Regions from separate parts of the Siniperca chuatsi genome. Here region 1 is linked to region 2. Evidence: chromatin contacts called from public Hi-C data. All regions are on one chromosome and are shown on one strand. Each heading gives the region's core, a stretch centred on a gene start, on an enhancer-like site or on the middle of the called end of the contact. The rest is flanking DNA. Distances are from core to core; before and after follow the strand shown. Region 1 holds the start of LOC122876591. Region 2 holds the start of LOC122876316 (myocardial zonula adherens protein).

Evidence for each region. Hi-C and Micro-C count contacts between places; a contact is called where the count stands out from the background.
Region 1: a contact with region 2 is called in a Hi-C map of skeletal muscle, with 5 times the contacts expected there. The contact joins the promoter of LOC122876591 here to the promoter of LOC122876316 in region 2. A contact is called at or near these places in 2 of 3 Hi-C or Micro-C datasets (skeletal muscle and an unstated tissue).

The regions. Positions count from the first base shown.
Region 1 is chrLG1:18,301,319-18,304,018 of ASM2008510v1, reverse strand. It overlaps LOC122876591, which reads right to left and starts at 1,396. Exons shown (of 13, transcript XM_044197136.1): 1 at 893-1,396. The coding sequence starts at 1,243.
Region 2 is chrLG1:18,163,082-18,165,781 of ASM2008510v1, reverse strand. LOC122876316 (myocardial zonula adherens protein) reads left to right here and starts at 1,313. Exons shown (of 14, transcript XM_044196522.1): 1 at 1,313-1,814; 2 at 2,601-2,681. The coding sequence starts at 1,743.

The DNA.
Region 1 (2,700 bases), core at 147-2,646, 140 kb before region 2:
TCGCGGCTGCTGGCTGAGGCTTAGAGACAGAATATTTTGGTGAATTCAGGGTTTATTTCAACCAAACCAGAGTTGGTGATTGTTGGAACAGTGGAAAGACTAACAAATACGGTTTTGGTGAGTTTTATTTTGCTTCTGTCTAGTTTGAATGAAGTGTGTTTAACAATGATCTGCCAGGTAAAATTACTGTTTTTCTCAACGGAGTGTGGTGCGCCATAGGCCCATTTGTTTTGGTCTGAGATGCTGGTGCTCTAGTGCGACATTTAGTGGCAGTGAATGTCGCTTACAGCTCCTTTAAAGGACAGATGTCCATACTAATTTGTACGAACTGAAAACACCAAACGTTTTATATTCAGTTATATTTGTCTGAGTATATTGACGATGCATTGCATTAATGTATATAATCATGCAACATGAGAAATGAGATATGTTATTTCCATCTGAATAGGAAACATAATCCCAACTTGGGAAACTGGTTACAATTGTTTGTTATATTTTTTTTATCATGCAGCGGACGGAATTTTTTTCATCCAGATGGTTAGAAAAGGCATTTTGAATTCTCTAGATACCTTCAGGACAGCGGTTAGTATAATGACCCTCTGGGGTTTTGAAAGGTCGAGGGTTTTTTATTTTTAAGAAAACTCTGTGAGTGTAGCCTAATGGTACTTCGAGAGAGGCGCAAACTGGCGCTAACTTTCCCTGTAAGGTCTGTTTAGTGTCAGTTTTGTTCACCAATTATAACTACCTTTCCACTACATGTAACGGCCTAGTTTAAAGAAATATCCCTCTTTCCAGCCGCAAATGTGCTCTCAAATACAAAACACACACTTGGGATTTCTAGCCAACGTAATCTATAAAACCATACCTTCAACAGGTAAAACAACTGATTTACCTCTGTTCGGCTCCTGTCATCTGCTGGCAGAGGTGTGCTGAGCTCCTCTTGCTGTCTCCCAGAGAAAACGGACGGAATTACGTGGGACTTGAGGATTTTTCGGGGCGTTGTTTTCATAAGTTCTGCCTGTATGTCCGGTTCGTAATCCTCCGGTTTAAAATGCTGGCTACAGACTCTTATATTACCGTACTTACTTACTGGTGTGTTTTCGTCAAATTTGGGGTTCTGTATGGCCTTTAACCACTTTCTACATCGCTCCGGGTCTCTTGTGGGCAGAGAGTGGAACACGACTCCCCGGGACCTCGCCTTCTTGTAGCCCTTGCAGCCCGGCACAGAGCACATCCCCGGCATTGTTACGCAAGTACAAACTAACCACAGTGTAAAAGAAGCGAGGAATTACTGACTGACGACCGCCACCATTCCTGAGTTGTCTGTAATACAGCGACCAACAGTCTGAGCCAGCAATTGGTGAACGTGACCGCTAAGCGTAAACACAAGAGCGTCCAGACGTTGCCGCTTTGCATTCTGGGAAATGTAGTAGTCAGGGTTTTTTTGGTATTTTTTTTTACGGGTAAAACTATAGAGGAGGAAGAGAGACAGTAGCCGGAGCGTTAGCTACATCTAGCTCTGCTGTATCGATTTCATTTGTTAAACTTTAGTTAACTGAAATACTAAATCACAAGGTTTACAATTTTGCTAAGAAACACACACACGCGCAAACGTTGGTCACGTGATAACAACTGAACCATCTCCATGACAACTGACTTCCACCCACTGATAACGGCCACGAGATGTGCCTGGAAGCTCTTGAACTTCCGGTAAGACCTTATGCTATGAATTACTTGTCAAATGACGTTTTATGAAGTCCAAGATGGACCTTCGAGCTCAAAATTAAAAATGTATGTTTAGGAATATGATAAAAAGGCTTTACTCCCTTTTTATGACTGCTACATTTCATACAATATTTCTAACATAAGTCAAGTCTTTATTTCTATAGCCCAATATCACAAATCACAATTTGCCTCAAAGGGCTTTCCAGTCTGTACAGCATACGAAACCCTCTGTCCTTAGACCGTCGATACAGATAAGGAAAAGCTCCCCCAAAAAACCCTTTTTAACTAGGAAAAAATGGAAGAAACCTCTAAGAGCAACAGAGGAGGGGTCTCTCTCCCAGGACGGACAGACATGCAATGGATGTCTTGTGTACAAAATAGATTCACAACAGAAAGTCAAACATGACAATATACAATTACGATGACAACATGTAAAACATAACACTTCCATATGGAACTCAAAAATGGTCAATATTAAAAACATAAATAATACATTATGGAATAAATAATGATGAAATAAATTACAAAATCACTCAGTTATTAATGTTATATCATCTTTCTTATTTTCATAGTAACCATTTTATTGGAAGTTAATTTTTATAGGTCATTATAGGTGTTTTATTTGCAATTTTTATTTAAATTCCCTTATTTAAGTCTTTTATTTCGCAGTAGCACTTTTCCCCAGTGACACTTTTATTTTATATCCGTTTTCATAACAGAATTGTCTTACTGCTCACCTTTCAACCAATCACATTCTCCCAGCCTCTTTGAAGGCTCAGCAACTACCAGCAAACCAGACCGAGTTTTTGGTGTTTTTAAATAAACAAACCTGAGTTAAATATTTATTTTGAAGTGTTGGTTACACATGCTGACAGCATGGCATTCCCAGAGATGGAACAGTTTAATCTTCATCCATCCTGAGTTTGTTTTACATGTGTCTTATTGTGGACCTCCAAACTGTCCAAACTGGATCGG
Region 2 (2,700 bases), core at 64-2,563:
CACAGTTTGTTTGATGTCTGGTAACTAATTAACTACTCAGACCTGTAGAAATCCCTCTTATTGTTCTGAGAATTTTTCTTTTCATATTTACCGACGTATTTTGATATTATAGCCAACAGCAGATCTTTGTTGAAACATACTGTACAGCTGAACAAGCTCTTGCTTGGCAACTTGATTCTCTATTCCTCAGAGACTCTGTGTCTCTAGTTTCTATTAAAAGGGAGTGACTGCAGGTCATTCATGCCAGGAATGTGATCCTGCTGTCAGGATGATTGTCTGTCTGCTCCTTGAAGATATTAGGCTAAAACTGATGAGTATAAATTCATCATGTAAAACCAAGTGACGGTGTAGTCGTGAGGCAAAAGGTAACAATAACATTAATAAATAATGTTTGCCGTGTTGTCTTCCTTTTCATCACTATCGACTATCAATGATATCAATAATTTATTGGCTAAAGTGACTCCTGTACTACAAGACACCTCCTGTACCTTTAGTATAAACCAGTTTCTGACTTTATTTAATTGGAAGAATCAAATCAAATCATTTACTTTAGTAAAAGTAGCAATACCACACTACAAAAATACTCCATTACAAGTAAAACTCTTGCATTCAAAATTTGACTGAAGTAAACAAGAAGTATCAGCAACAAAGTCTACTTAAAGTATCAAAAGTAAAAGTACTCATTATATAGAATGATCCCTACAGTATCCGTTTTATATTAGTGTATAATTGGATCATTATTATGATCTATTAATTTGTAAGCAGTACTTAAATTGGTCAATGTGGAGATCATTTTAACTACTTCATATAGTGGTGGGTAGTTTAATCTGTAATAATACATCATATGTTTTATATAACTTTATATGTTTTGGTGTAAAATCTTAATTTGAAAAGTGACTAGTAACTTCAGCTGCCCAATACATGTAGTGGAGTTAAAAGTACAATATTTCCCTCTTAAATGTAGTGGAGTAGAAGTAAAATGAAAATACTCAAGTAAAGTAGAATTACAGTACTTTATATGTACTTTCCACCATTGCACAGTGGTTGACCAAGCTTTAGATAAAAGAACATAAAACACAATTTTATTGCTTATAAAAACTGTGAAATAGACCAATATTATATAGTAGAAATATATTTTGTAGTTTTTAGAGCATTACTAAGACTAAAAATCTTTGCAAGTATAGCTATAACAGGAAGATAGTATCAAACTCCTCAACTGTGCGGTGAACAGTAAGTACCAGCCCCCATTAGCCACTCCTGTTGATAAGAAGTGCTCCACCTGTACCAGCCCGAGAAAGAGGACCCGCCCTGTGAAAGTCTTGCTCTCAGGGCAGGAGGCACGGACCAGGGAGGCTGATGAAATGTGGCCCAACAGGTCTGATGGGATTGCAGAGACAAACAGAGAGAGTCAGAGTCAGAGAGGCAGGGAGGTTGCTGAGTGACTGACAAGCCTGTCAGCCAGGTGGACGTAGGAACAGTCTTGTTGGACTTAAGACAATGACATAGCTGAGTGTGGAACTGGATTGCATCTGATCTTTTATCTGACTGAGAGGAAACCTCGGGGCCCTGTGGACTCCCACCACCACCAGCAGACTCGACAGAGTGGAATTTCCCCTCCTTTTCCCTGGCAGATGGTCACTCTGAAAGTTTGAGCAGAACTCAGGAAGAAGAGTGAGAGGAAGGGTGGGAGGAGGTCCGGAGAGGGAGAGGAAGAGAAACGAGGAGTGGGCAGTAGAGGAGACATGCTTCGCTACGGTTCAGGACGAATTGTTTCCACCACCACCACCACAACAGAGGATTCTCCAGATTCTGAGGTAAGAAGTCCCAGAGAAGCCAGGACACTAAAACTCTCCCTCTGTCTCCCCCATTTTCTCTCTCCTTTCTCCCCTGTTTTGCAAACAGTCCAGTGTTTTTCTCCCTCTTCTGTTTGTCCCTTGTTGCTTTTAACTCTGCAGCCACTTGTTTCTTGTCTGTATACAGACAATGAAAGTAGATGAAGGAGACAAATTCTCTCAGTCCCAGCTAACATTTTCTGTCTTCTGATCATCTGAAAATTCATGTTTGTTATAGGATGTGTTCACTTTCAAGAGCATGTAATGGGAGCTGAGTGTGCAAGAGGCAGGGCTGTCATGTTTATTTGAACAGCTCCCTGATAAATAGGCCTTTGTACTGAACCGGCCTTTAAACCTATTCCCGTTGTTTTCTAATGAAGAAAGAACCTATTATAATTTAGTAAACTGAGCATGCGTTCATTACTATTTCCTTTTTGGAATAATGTTTTAAAATAAAACTTTTCAAAATATCTAATTGTACAAAATGTTTGTTACACAGCCAAACAAAGCACTCACTGTGGTGATGTATCTGTAGCACAGCTTCACAGCATAAACTTTGTTTCTGGCTCTGTTGCCATTGTCTATAAATAAACTCATGGTGGTTGACTGTGGAGGTCTCTGAGCTTTGTCAACCATTCAATCCCTTAGTTTCGGTGATGTTTTAATGTCCACTCTTCTATCTTTTCTCATGATGACATGATGCAAAAAAGAATTTGCGTGCAGAACATCACTAACAGTATTTGCTTTTTGTTTGTTTGTGTTTCTCAGAGGAGGATCAGACGCCTCAGGTTAACTCTACATGCGGGAGATCATGGAAACAAGGAACCAAAAACTGCAAACTCAGACACAGTAAGTCATATATCTCCCT